Regions from separate parts of the Neogale vison genome. Here region 2 is linked to region 1. Evidence: chromatin contacts called from public Hi-C data. All regions are on one chromosome and are shown on one strand. Each heading gives the region's core, a stretch centred on a gene start, on an enhancer-like site or on the middle of the called end of the contact. The rest is flanking DNA. Distances are from core to core; before and after follow the strand shown. Region 1 holds the start of CBR4 (3-oxoacyl-[acyl-carrier-protein] reductase). Region 2 holds the start of SH3RF1 (E3 ubiquitin-protein ligase SH3RF1).

Region 1 (6,939 bases), core at 2,777-5,276:
TGCCTATTGTGATCTCTCTCTGTCAGGTGAATAAATAAAAATCGTTAAAAAAAAAAGAAAAAAAAAAAAAAGAAAACTTCCTCCTAAACCTCTGTACTAGATTTATTAGTGACACATGCAACTGCTGTAGAGATCATTTTTTTAGTCCCCACTACCCAAAATTTTTCAATTCTTTATCCATATTTTAAAAATCAGGTTTTACATGAAAATCACTTTCTCTTAAAAAGTCAAGTGGCTGGCAAAACTGAGACCAGATCTGTGTGTAGGAATAATCAACTGGATCTAAACAGTGGCTGCCACTTGACATGGCTTCTGGACAATGAAGCTGGGCATCTTTTGTCATATATCATATTTTCAAATACCTGGTGGTGTCACTCAATTCACATCTGCTTCAGCACTACAAGAATGAATCTGTGGTTCCTAATTTACCCACTAATTGGTTAATCAAGTCCTTCTTTCCATACACAGTAAAAAGACCCATTTCATCCAAGTTTCACACATGAAGAAACTCCAAATTAGTCAATTAAATATTTTTATGGTACTATGAGATAAGTCTAATTTCACAGGTTAAGACTCACCTACATTAACAATAGACCCTCTCTGCTGTTGAATCATAGTCTTCAAGGCAACTTTACAAGTCAGCATGGAACCCAAGAGGTTAGTATGAAGCTGAGATATCATATCTTCAGTTTTTGTTCTTACTAAAAGGCTATCCCTACAAAAAAACAAATAAATAAAATTTAAAAAACAGTAGCATATAAATTTAAAATGGGATAAAACCAAGTTAAAAAGTAAAAATTGTGTAACATTTTAACTGAAAGCAGAGTATTAGGAATATATGTGAGCTAGAATACCTACAGAGTCCCATTTTAATCTATATTTGAAGGGAATTAACATAACAACTGATAAATGAGAAAAGATAGAGCTAGCAGTAGGGTTCAGAAGCAAATATTTCTAACTACTAAAAGTAATGCCATATAACCAAAATAGCTTGAATGAACTAAGCAACTGCCATTATAGTAAACTCTGTTTAGCAAGAAAATATACTATTCTAAATATTATCCTAAATTCACCTTTAAAAAGAAAATATCTACTCTAATACTATTAAGTTCATGAACTTATACAATGGTGACAGAAGTCAGAATTGTGGTTACCTGTAACATAGTATTAGCTGGGAAGAAAATGAAGGGAGCCTTCTAGAGTGCTGGAAAAGTTCTATAGTTCAATATGGGTGTGACTGTAATGTTAAAATTGATCAAACTATACCCTTACTGGTATCTCAACATAGAAGAAAAGAATGTATAAAAAATACATATTTTCTTCCAGTTACAAGTAAAGCAAGTTAATATATTTACTCATACCAACCAAAGACATACTAGGAAAAAAAAAAAAAACCCATACAGGAAATGTACTTAAATTTGGGACCAACCTGTTAATTCCAGCTGCATTTACCAAGAAATTAACTCGACCTAAATTTTTTTCCACCTCTTCAAATGTATTTTGAACATCACGTTCTTTGGCAACATCACAGCTAAATGCTAAATGATCTCCTAAGGAACAAAGTTAAATTAGCATTACTTATAAATTATAATTTCAATTTAAAAATTATTCAATACACATTTGTTGAGTATCTACTATGACCTAAGCCTGTGATTAGAATCTAGAGATAAAAGATGATTATGTCATGGATTCCTCCTCTCAAGGAGTTCAGTCCAATAAAACTGGGAAGGGGGTGGATGGGAAACAAGGAGAAGTAAAGATGGGGAACAAGGAGAAGTAAAGAATTAAATCCTAAAAATGTTTTTTTAATCAGGAAAAAAATGGAAGGAGGGCCTTTTTGTATTCATAAGGCTTTGTAAAATTCATATAATATTTCTGGCTTTGATGGCAACCCCATGCTATCCAATTCAACAGTGTTTGGTTTTTGTATTTCTTTTTTGAAACTTGTGTCTAATTCCGTTACACTTTTGTTAAATGGGTTCCCTGGTCCTAAGATTAAAACCTAGGGGTCTTCCACTTTTTTTTTTTTAACTATGGCACATATATTACAGTAACTATTATTCAAGTCTGACCACTACAAAGCAGGAAGCTATTAAAAAAAAAATGTCAAAACTAAAAAACACATACACACAAACTTTTTACCAAAAACAACTGTTACTCCCCCTTTTTTAAATGCCCACATTTTGAAGATGTTTAAATACCAAAAGAATACATATCAAAGAAAGCATTTTCCATTCAATAATACATAACTGTAATACTCTAAAATGGGAGTTTTTAAAAAACTAAACAATTGCTTATTTTCTGGCTGACCTCGCCTAGTAGTGGTCAACACTAAAATTACACTCTAAGGTCTTTGGAAGCAGTAAGTTTTCTGGGAAGTCACACCTTGTAGGTGAAAACCAATCACTTATCGAACACAAATTCAAAGAAGTAAAATGCCCAAAGGCATCCTCTGTGACCCACTGTTGGCTTTCATTGAAAACTTGTTGGGTTCACAATAACCCTTGGAAGCTCAACCAACAGTTTTAATATATTCCAGCAAACACTAATGGCTTGGGATGACACCATCAGGAAAATCACTTTCTCACTCCTTTGTGACACAGTAAATATGAGTAGCAAGAAGCATTCACGGAAATCCTCCCTGTTCTGTAACTTGCGGGGTTTTCCCCCTCTCTAAAAAGAATCTAATCCCCCTCTCTAAAAAGAATCTAATATTTTCCCAGCCCAAGTGCAAAATTAGAGTAAACCAATAGTAACCAATTGTAACGTTAAAGTAACAGCCTCCAGATTCATCCCCAGGCCTCTTCCCAGTGCCTCCCAGATAGTGAACGAAGTGCATTCGTGCCTCCTACTAAACTGCAGCATCCTGGCATCTTTCCTTCATCCTAATTCTCCCTTATAGTTGCAAAATAATGCAAAACAATTACTAATCCATTACTAATAAACGAAAAGATTGGATTTTAAATGCAATAAAAAGGAATCTGAATCAATTTTCCATTTGTAAAAGCCACCAAAACAATGTAATAACCTATTAAGTGGCTATGGATGCAGGAGAGCCAAAAAAAAAGTGTATCTCAAAACCGGCTAGTACTCAAGAGTTTGTCTATAAAATACAGCCCGCAGCCTAAAAGAAAAACAAAACAAAACAAAACCGAACCGAACAAAACAAAACCACAGCCCGCAGCAAGACTACAGCGCTGCAAAAACTACAGCGAGGCTTTCAGGCTTGTCATGCCTAGCCTTCCTGCCTCAACTACTTTCCGCCCAGCCCTGTCTCCCGGCGGCGCCCGGGACTTCGTGGCACGAAGGTACCCTTTACCCTCCATAAAAAATTAACTGTTGTGAGTCTCCCTCCTTCCAGACACCAAAACAAAACAACGCAGCACGGTTAGCCCTAGCCTCAGGGGGTGGGTGCTTAATTAGTAGGGCCTCAAAGGACAGCTAAGTCTCAAAGAAAACCCCAAGTGTTCAGCCCCTGGCGACAGGCGGTGTGGGAGGAGACACTGCGGGAAACCGGGTGTTGAGGGTTCTCTACCCAAACAGGTGTCCACACTCAAGACGGGGTGCTCCTAGACGTGGGCAACTAAACTGCTAACCCGCAGAGCCGTAAACGCCAGACCCTCTCGTTTTACAAACGAGAGAACTTTAGGCTCTCGGACTGCAGCCACACAACCTGGGCAACTCCATTTCGGTACCTACCGCCGAGCTCACCGGCGGCGGCTTTAGCCATTTCCAGATTTCTGGCGATGACGGCCAGTCGGTAGCCTTTTTGGGCCATTAACTGGGCCACTGCCCTCCCAATGCCTCTAGAGCCTCCGAAGACAGCACAAACTTTGTCCATCTTGGCCCACAGAGTCGCAAACTCGGAGGAAAAGAGGGCTAGGAGTGACGGCCCCTTTCCAGATTCTCCTGGCTTTTAAACCACAGATGCTTATTAAAAGACCAAACTGCCGCCAAAGAAAAATAAAAGTTAACACCGCTTTACACCTCCCGCCGCGGGACTTCGCCAACCCAGTAGGCGGGGCAAGAGGCGCGGAGAGTACGCCGCATACGCATCGACGTCAGCGCGCACAGGCTACCAGTCCCAGAGCCCTATGGGGGACGCAAGCGTGGAAGAGCCCAGGGGGCCTGGGACAGGCCGTGAAGGGCTGCGCTGCATGCTGGGACTTGTAGTCTTCACGAAGGAGCGGAAGAGGCATGGGTTCACTGCTCAGTGGGAAATGTACTCAAGGCAGTGAAGGGGAGTCCGGCTGACCTCCATACCCGTTGGGACATGAGAGTCAGAATTAGAGTTCAGATGAACTACCATTCCAGTTTGCCTGGTACTAATGGGGTTAAAACGCTGGACTTAACGTTTTAAAATCGTAACAGTCCCGTCAACCCAGATAAATTGATTATGTTACTTAAAACCCAGGATATACATTATTCAGGGTTCCACTGTCTGCTTTTCATTCAGGAATTGTTTTTGGCTTAGAGACTAAATGCTCTGCCTATTGAAGAAGTGACCCCCAAGTATCACACTCACGCAAAACCTATCCTACCTGTACCTAATCCAAGTTGCAACGGAAATAGATCTCACCCCACCTGAATATTACCATTCATCTCAAAGGGTGTTGCAAAGGCAGATGCCTATCAAGAACATATATAGCAGGAACTCAAGAAACGCTAAGTGACTGAATAGTCTTGCAGACCGATGAAAAAAGCATGTCTGCTGCAAACAAAAACAGGTTCCTACAATTCTAAAGAGGACGTGCTGAGTGTTGAGAGTTACTAAGCTAAAACTTGAGCATTTGTTAACAAGGATACTATTAAAAGGAAGCATTTCTTTTTTTTTTTTTCTTAAGATTTTTTTATTCACTTTGATAGACAGAGATCACAAGTAGGCAGAAAGGCAGGCAAAGAGAGGCGGGGAAGCAGGCTCCCCGCGGAGTAGAGAGCTTGATGCGGAACCCAATACCAGGACCCTGAGATCATGACCTGAGTAGAAGGAAGAGGCTCAACCCACTGAGCTATCCAGGTGCCCCAAATGGAAGCATTTCTTGATAGAGTATCATTGCATTAGAGGATTCAAAAAAGTACAAGTTTCATGGGTCTTGCTAATAAAAAATACACAACCTGGGACAACAGGACCAACACACACAAACACTAGCAAATAGTTGGAAACCCTAAAGTGAAAAATGATATTAACACAAGAGCTCAGAAATAAGAGAGGGAGGTCCACAAAACAAATACAGGAGTGCATGGAAAAGCTGGATTGGAGGACTGACTGCAGTTTCGAATAAATGGAAAAGAGCAAAGAAAGAAAGGGGGAGGGAGGGAAAAGGAAATGTAAGAAAATTGGCTATTATTTTTTAAATATTATTTTTATTTCACCTAGATCCAGAAGGGATTTGAAATGGCTGGCAAAGATACACAGTAAAACCTCACGCTCTTTAGGATGGGTCCTATCAAAAACAACAACAAAAAGAAAGACAATAACAAGTATCCATGAGAACATGGAAAAATTGGCACCCTTCTGCACTGTTGGTGGGAATGTAAAATGGGACAGTAGCTTCACAAAACAGAATGGTGTTTCCTCAAAAAAATTAAAAATAGAATGACTGTATAATACAATAATTCCATTTCAGGGCATATACTCAAAAGGCTGAAGGTAGAAGCAAGATATCAAGTGATATTTGTATACCCAGGTTCATAGCAGCGTTATTAACAATAGCTAAAAGGTGAAGCAACCCAAAGGACCTTCAACAGATGGTAGATAAGCAAGATGTGTTACTCACACATAATGCAATATTATTCAGCCTCAATAAGGAAAGAAATTCTGCAATATGCTATAACATAGATGAAACTTGAGGATGTTATGCTAAATGAAATGAGCTACAAAAAACAAATACTGTATAATTTCACTTAAAATTTCACAGAAAGCCAAATGGTGACTGCCAGAAGCTGGGGGAGCTGAGTCTGAGAATTATTATTTAAAGGGTAAAATGTTTCAGTTTTGTAAAATGAAAAGTCCCTGAGGGGAATGGTGGTGATGGTTGCACAATACAGCTGTGCTTAATAGTAGTGAGCTGTACAGTTAAAATGGTTAAGATATGTTGTGTGTATTTTACTGCAATTTCAAAAAAACCTCAGCAATACAAATATTAACACTGACAACAAGAAAACTGAATGCAATTTAAGATTTCTTAATGGAGTTCGTCCCTAAAGTATACAGCAATATTGTCAAAATACTGTGATTTAAGAGCTCTTTAAACAGTTCTTCTCTGAAGAGTTATACCAAACACCTGATACCAAGTTGTTTACGATTTTTAGAAATTGTTTTTTTATCATTTTTATATAACTTTGTCTTTTAATTATATAAAACATTTACATGGGTCTTAAGTGTAAACCACAAAACAGGTACTTTAGAGAAGTCTAACTTTCATCCTTGTCCCTGTTTCCTTCCTACCCCTATAAACTGATATTTTTGTAGAAGATTTTATTTATTCATCTGGGAGAGGGAGAGCACATGGGGGGTGGGTTGGAGAGGCAGAGGAAGAGGGAGAAGCAGACTCTTAGCTGAGCAGGGAGCCTAATGTGGGGCTCAATCCTAGGACCCTGAGATCATGATTTGAGCCAAAGGCAGATGCTTAACCAACTAAGCCCAACTGAGACACCAAGGCACCCCTGTAAACTGACATTTTTTGGTTAACTTTTTATGTATCCTCCCATTCTTTATTTTCAAAAATATTAGAAAATGCATATATCTTTCCTATTTCACTCTCTTTCTTAACAAAAGGTTATACACTATAAATATTGTTCCATACCTTGGGTTTGGGGTTTGTTGGGGTTTTTTGTGGAACAATGGTATATCTTGGTGATTATTCCAGAGTTGTGTATGAGATCCTCCTAGTTCCTTTTCACAGCTGCATAGTCCACCATTATGGTAATTGTGATTGA
Region 2 (6,939 bases), core at 1,942-4,441, 290 kb after region 1:
ACATCTGTGAATTTATACTATATAATGCCTATCCCAATGGCTATTGTAACACTAAATGAAAAAAGTCAGTTATGAGTGTTCTCCCATGAATATTTGAAAAAAAATTCTTATGCAAATTAACTGTTCTTCAAAACTATATTTTGTCAGTTTGGCCAATTATCAAATTTGTTTCTTCCAACAAAAATGAAATTGTTTTAATTATCTGATGCTCATGACTACTTCTTATTTTTACAAAAATGAGAATGTGTTTTACTAGAATACCATCACCCACAATATAATATAGATCTATTCAAAATAACTTACCTTCTAGGAATTTAAAATAAGGTAACTGTCCAAATATTTAGGTTCATTTAAAATTATTTCAGCCCAAACCCAAAACCCCAGAAAAATCATTTTGTTGGAAACATTTCATTTCACTCCCTACAAAACCCAACATAAAGCTAGGTTTTCTGTTACACGTAGTCCTAAAAGACATTTCGTTGCTACAGCAACGAAACTCAGCTACCTGTGGCCATGATTTGTTAAGAATTCCTCCAACCAGTAAATTCTGTGCTGTGCATTCATAAAACCAAGAGAATGGCTAGAATAGCTCAATGTAACATAAAAATTAAGGTTTAATTTCCAGCTTATGATTCACCCACATACATATGTGTAACTTGTATCATATATGTACATATATACATAACTATGGTTCTCCCAACTCCATGAAAAAGGGGAAAATCATGCCAAATTTCCATTTTAAAATGGGCACCAAAAAGCTGCTTTGTTTTAGATTTCAGTGAATAATTGCTACCTCTTCCCCAAAATTTATCTTAAATGGTAATAGAGACTATCTGGAGAGAATTTTTAAAAACACAAATTTGTTATTTATATCCACTCACATTCCAATAGAAAAAAAAAATCCTGAGGCATAATTTCCTGTCTGTTCCAGTAAGTGTAGCTTCTTCAGCAATGAACTGATTTAGAAAGTATCAAGCAAAAGCATAGAGAAAAAAATGGAGTTGTCACCACCTTCATTCACCAAACTGCTTCTGCAGGCTACTCACCCTCACCGGGGGGCTCCAGGCTTGCACCCGTGGCTGCTGTCCACCCTGGGAGCTCTGCAAATCTTTTGAGCTACAGTTAGCCACAGTGCTACTCTGAGCCCTTAATGCATTTGTGCAGTTCGTTCCACTGCCCCCACCAGGGCCAGGTTTCCAAGGCCTCTGCTTGATGCCATCCAGAAGTCTGACCAGCAGGATGTTACTTGGAAGCTCCTCAACACCCGAGCCAACAAGAGTCCTGCACTCGGGACACCGGAGTTCATTTCGGGAACCTACAATCCCCAGCAAACATCGTTTGCAAAACGTATGCTGGCAAGGCAAGACCTTTGCCGAAGCGTCAAGCCGCTCTAGACACACAGGACACTCCAGAAGATCCAACAAGGAAGATTCATCCATCTTTATCTAGTTTACTGAAAAAAAAGCTTCAGAAATGTTCATAGTTGTGTGCATCCCTTAAAGTGATTCATGTAACATCCATTTCAGACTTTGCTCTGGAGTAATGGGGGAGGGGGAGGAGAGAAGACAGAAAATTAGTACTGTTATTTGGGGGAAAAGGTTCACAGAGGAGCCAAGAACCAAAAAGTACACAAGAGTGCTTCCTCTGAATAGCGCAGCTTTGCTTTGGAATGTGGTTCCTGAACTCCAAAGTCAACAATTAAAATCAAAATGGGCTTTTTAAACAATTCAAAATTATTCCCTAAAGATATCTAGGAGTTCACTGTGCAGAAATACCTATCAAGTACTATACAGAATTCCTGCAATAAAATGGGATTTATGAAATGCAATAAAGAACATTATTTCTTCAGCCCTCAAAGTGATATTGGCTGCCTTAATCAAGTCCTCAACTCATATGAGAGGCTGAACTGAAGCAACCGAAAGTTTCCTCTACCTGAAATTACTTTTAAACTCAACAAACTTCCCAATCTTTAAGCTACTTTAGTGTTTAAGAAACCATGCCTCATGTGATCACTTGCGGTAAATGATCCCAATATTAAATACATATGTTTCTTCGCTGCCCTTAAAAATAGAACTGTTTAATCTTGCCCAACCAAAATGAGCGGAAGGTTGACAAATCCAAAGGACACAACTAAAGATCTGTTTGAAAGCAGCTGAAATATAAAAGCACCCTTCACGGCAGTGGTTGACAAAACTCTGAAACGGATTTCTGAACGGCCTGTCCTAATCCCATTCAGAAAATCTGGCAAAATTATCACCAAAAGAATTTGACAATGGAATGCTGGAATGAAAACTGTGAGCATAATATGAAAATGGGCCTATTCAGGAAAAAGCATTTAAAGCCGTGACTGCGCCGCTCTCCCCTACCACCAAAATAAATGTAAAGGGGAATACCTAAGAGAAAAAGGGTAAGAAGACTGTGATGGAAGCATTAACAGCTGTTCTGGACAGAGCCGGGAAGCGGCGAGCCCCAGGGCTGCGCCCCTCTCCCACGCTGCCAAGCATAGGTACTCCCAGACCCGCAGGGAGGCGCGGCGGCAACTCGCCGCAGACACACCCCGGAGCCAGGTGTTGGCGACCAGGGACAGGGAAGGTCCCGGGCGGGCGCTGCAGCCTGGCCACTGCCGCCACCGGGATCTCATTCACCAGCACTCCTCTCCACCACCCTTGGGGTCAGGCCGGGCACATAAATCCCCCCCAAAACGACTGCTGGAAGTTCTCAAGGACTTAAAAATAAATCCGCAGCCTTAAGTTGCGAAAGTCAGCCCCACAGAGTGCCACCTTTCGGGAAACATCTATGACGCCGCAGAGATGAGGCGGGAGTCCCCAGAGAGAGCGAACCACGGGAGAGAAGGGAGTGTCGGGTTGCGCCCGGGGAGACCGCGGCACCGAGCCGGGGCAGCTTCCTGCCGGGAGTCGGCAGCCCGCACCGTCCCGGCTCCGGGCCCACGGGGACCCGAGGGCGGAGGGACTTGAGGGACCGACTAGCGCGGAGGGGAGCGGGCGCCCCGACCACCTCCTCCATGGCCGCGGGCGTCTGCACGCGTCGGCTCCCCGCACGGCCCCTCGCCCTACCTCGCGCCTCGGCTCCTCCTCTTTGTTCGCGGCCCCGCAGCGGCGGCGGAGCCCGATGCAGATGCGGCCCCGCAGCGCCCGCCTCTCGCAGCGTCTCTGACGCCGCGGCGGCACCCGGAGACTCCTCTCTGCTGCCCCCCTCGCGGGTGCACACACACACTCCGCCGCCGCCTCCTCCCACTTTCCCAGCCGAGCAGGGCGGAGGAAGAAGAAGAGGAGGAGGAGGAGGAGGAGGAGGAGGAGGACGCGGAGCCACTGCGGGCGCCCGGGGCGCGAGGGGGCGGCCCCGCACCACAGCGCCTCCCCCCGGAGCGGGCGCGGCACCTCCGGGAACTGCGGACCCGGCGCGCCTTCCTCCTGGCGCTGAGGTACCTGCGCGCGGTTCCCGCCGCCTCCCCCGCCGAGGGCGAGTGGGGGCGGGGGCCTGAGGGGGCGCTGGAGAGCTGAGAGTCCCGGAAGCGGGGTCCCCAGGAGCGACGGAGGTAGTTGGTTTGGGGGCACACGCCTCTCCCTGAGGGAAACGCGCCTGAAAAATGAAGCAATGGGAAGGGGAAAGGGTTGGGAGAGGCGGCGGAGTGAGGAAGGACGGCGCCATGGGGCGGGGGCCGGCCGCGTCCTACTCAGGCCCAGTGGTGCCCGGCGGCCCGGGACGGACGACTCGGGGCGGGACCAGCTGCGGCGCGGGAGAGGCGGGGGCCGGGGAAAGGGCGGGAGCAGCCCTGGCGGGAACGGATCCCACTTTCCCTTGCATCTGTACGCCCAGGCCTGCGGAGACACTTGGTAGAGCGAGAGTTAAGTGTTGTTACCCCGAGGTCCGAGAGAGGCCCGGTGGATCAGCGGGGAAACAGTCCCAGGGCAGCTGTCCACCGGCCCGTGCTCTGGCCGCCGCCGGCTGACACTGCTCCCCGGGCCTCCGGCGTCCAGGCATCACGCTGCCTCCCCGGGGCACAAACCCGAGCCCGCTGGGAGGATTGCTGACCCAGAAACTCAAAATGGGAGGGGACAGAGACGAGGAAAACAGTTGCGGGGATTTACTGTTGTACCCGCCCTAAATGGGGAAAACTCAAAGTCTGACCCCAGGTGAGCTGGCACCGGGGAGCTAGCTGAGAGGCGCCTCTTTTATCTGAGCCTGGGAGGCAGCCATAACCGTCACTGTAATCTTTGTTTCGGTTGCCGCAGGCGCACACCTGTAAACTCTGAAATGTAGTTTTGAAAAACATGTCCACAGGTTTTCAGATTTGTTTTTCAGACTCGATTCAGAGGGGGAAACAAATTAAAATTTTGTCGTTATCTCAACGTTGCCTTGGTTTTATTTGCATTCCCCATCAACTTACAAAAAAGGTATCCCAAATACCCTTCCTCAAAGGTGTGCAGAAACTGAAAATAAGAGGACTTAAAGATATTATGCAAGAAATCCCTGCCTAGCCAGCGAGCAGGGTGACATTCTGAAGGGGAGCCAGATTATTTTCTAGTCTCCACCCAGGCCGCTGCTGGAACTATTCGAGAACAATGAGATCACCTAAGAAAGAGAAAAAAAAAGTTAACAGTTAATAATTATCATTCATTGTATGTGCTAAACATTCTGCATCCATTAATTCAATCCTTACTGTAGTCTCAGACCTTATGCCTCCTTAGCTTTGTTCTGAATAGATTAATATGCTGAGAATCATACCAGAAATAACAGCCGCTTCCCCCTCCATTAGAAGCGAGCAAATACATGTGCATTCGGGCTGAGAAAGCAAGGGAAGGAATGAACAGCATGGAGAATTTTTCATCCAATAATCTAAAAATAAGGTACTCTGAAAGTGACTACTTAGCCTGTATACTTCTCAGCTGGACCTGTGCAGATCAAAGTGGGGCTGACTGGAAGATTATAGTAAGTAAACAGATAAATATGAGTATATGCAGTGTATAGTTCTTAAAACCGAAGTTCAAAGAGGTTCATTTCATCCCCAGGTCACGCAGTCAGTTGTGCTGAACCAAGACTCAACCTCAGATCTCTGGATTCCAAGTACCCTTTCTTACGAAATGCCTCAGGCAAAACTAAGGGTACTATATCTGCTCCTAGGGGAAAGAGGACACTGTTAATCATGTAATTACTCTGGAGAGCAAGGGACAATTTTTTTGTTCTTATTTTGGTTTTTTGTTTGTTTGTTTTTACGGAGAATAATATATAAGGTCATGGGTGGAATGGTGCAGCTCATGAAACTAGGCCAGAAAATCAGTAAGTCACACCCATTACCAAAGAACTGAAGACAGTGTGTCCAAGACTGAAGTGAACAAGGGAGCCCCCCTACACATCCCATGAATAGTAGCTGGCACATGGCTGCCGTTCTTTGAACGTCCCTGGTGCTAGTTCACTATGTTTTGTAGAACACAACTCTTCTATTAGCCTTAATTACTCTAGCTGTAAAAGCAAGTTTTAGGCAAATTAAAATTAAATTGAGCCATCTTTCTTCTGTTAAATGATGAAAAAATAATACCTTTCTTAGAGTGTTCTTGGAAGAGTCAATGAAATAATGTGCTGGTTCTTTGTAATCTGCACCTCTCTATTAAAGAAAGATCTCATTATCATTATCTGCCAAAAATTACCCTGGCAGAGTTATACTGGGTAAAATCCTTTCCACGGTCTTTGAAAAGTTTGAGAAAACACTAATACTTGCAAAATCCTCTCAAGAAAATACTGTAGGGGAAGGAACAGTTGGGGAAAGAGAAGCATGGTCATCTTATCACTTCTGGGAATTGAACATAAAGAATGTAAGTTTGATATACTTATGTCCCCTATGACTGAGTAGATACAAGAAAAATATAAACACACCCTGTACACAGTAATGATAGCTTGGCTTAATACAATTCTGGTCCTCCCAAGACTTCAAAGTACTTTCATAAGAGTTATCTCATTTATCTTCTAGGCATCCCTCTGAAGCAGTAAAGATAGATATAATCATCCTCATTTGCAGATGGGAAAAAATGAGGTGTAAAGCATTTATTGCTTTTAGTAATAATGTTACGACACAAATCAGGCTTTTAAATTCCCAGACCAGAGCCCTCTTTTGTAAGCTTTGGGGTCATGCTTATACATGCATATACATACATGTATCTGATCATCATTTTCCTTCAAAACTTATCTGGCGCCCAGCTGCTGCGACGTTGGAAAATGCAAGCACTATTTACCCAGTTGTTTAAACTAGAAACCTAGGGGTTGTCTTCGATTTCTCCCTTTCCTCTCCATCCCTCTCCATCAAGAAGTCTGCCAGCTATCCCCAAAATACCTCCATTACACTTTTATTCAAGCCACCATCACTCTTTTCCTCTGGCCCTTCTAACCAGCTTCTTTTCTTCCACCCTGTCCCCACAGTCTTAACCCTGAATATAGTGACACCCAGAGCAAAATACAAAAAATGCATAAGAGATCACATTATACCCTTTCTCAAACCTCATCAATTTCTTTCTATCATAGTGGGAATAAAAATTAGTCACCTTCCCTATCTTATGAGTTCATGTGTCACTTGGCCCCTACATCATCCTGTTTGTCTTCTTCATAGTACTGTCCAGCATCTCATTTTTTGATTCCTAATTTATTGCCTATCTCCCTTACCTGAATATAAGCTCCCTGAAAACATGGACCAGGTCTGTCTTCTTTACCACTGTAGCCTGGACAGCCAACCCATGGTGGATACCAGTGACTGATTCTCAAATAAAGAATTAATCAAGTATAGAATTACATGTATTACAATCTTAAAACTACATACATACTTAGTGCTTCACTGGCCCACAGATAGGAAATCAGTCAATGTTCCAAATTCCATTGACAGCCTTTCTTATAATCTATCAGTCAATAAATTTTTATGTAGAAGATGAGGAC

Evidence for each region. A called contact is a pair of places that touch in the nucleus more often than the background predicts.
Region 2: a Hi-C map of muscle shows a contact between it and region 1, with 3 times the contacts expected there. The contact joins the promoter of SH3RF1 here to the promoter of CBR4 in region 1. A contact is called at or near these places in 2 of 3 Hi-C or Micro-C datasets (fibroblasts and muscle).

What each region holds. Positions count from the first base shown.
Region 1 is chr11:139,092,452-139,099,390 of ASM_NN_V1, forward strand. It overlaps CBR4 (3-oxoacyl-[acyl-carrier-protein] reductase), which reads right to left and starts at 4,027. Exons shown (of 5, transcript XM_044224824.1): 1 at 3,712-4,027; 2 at 1,430-1,550; 3 at 579-715. The coding sequence starts at 3,841.
Region 2 is chr11:139,386,778-139,393,716 of ASM_NN_V1, forward strand. SH3RF1 (E3 ubiquitin-protein ligase SH3RF1) reads right to left here and starts at 3,192. Exons shown (of 12, transcript XM_044224825.1): 1 at 3,075-3,192; 2 at 1,047-1,534. The coding sequence starts at 1,439.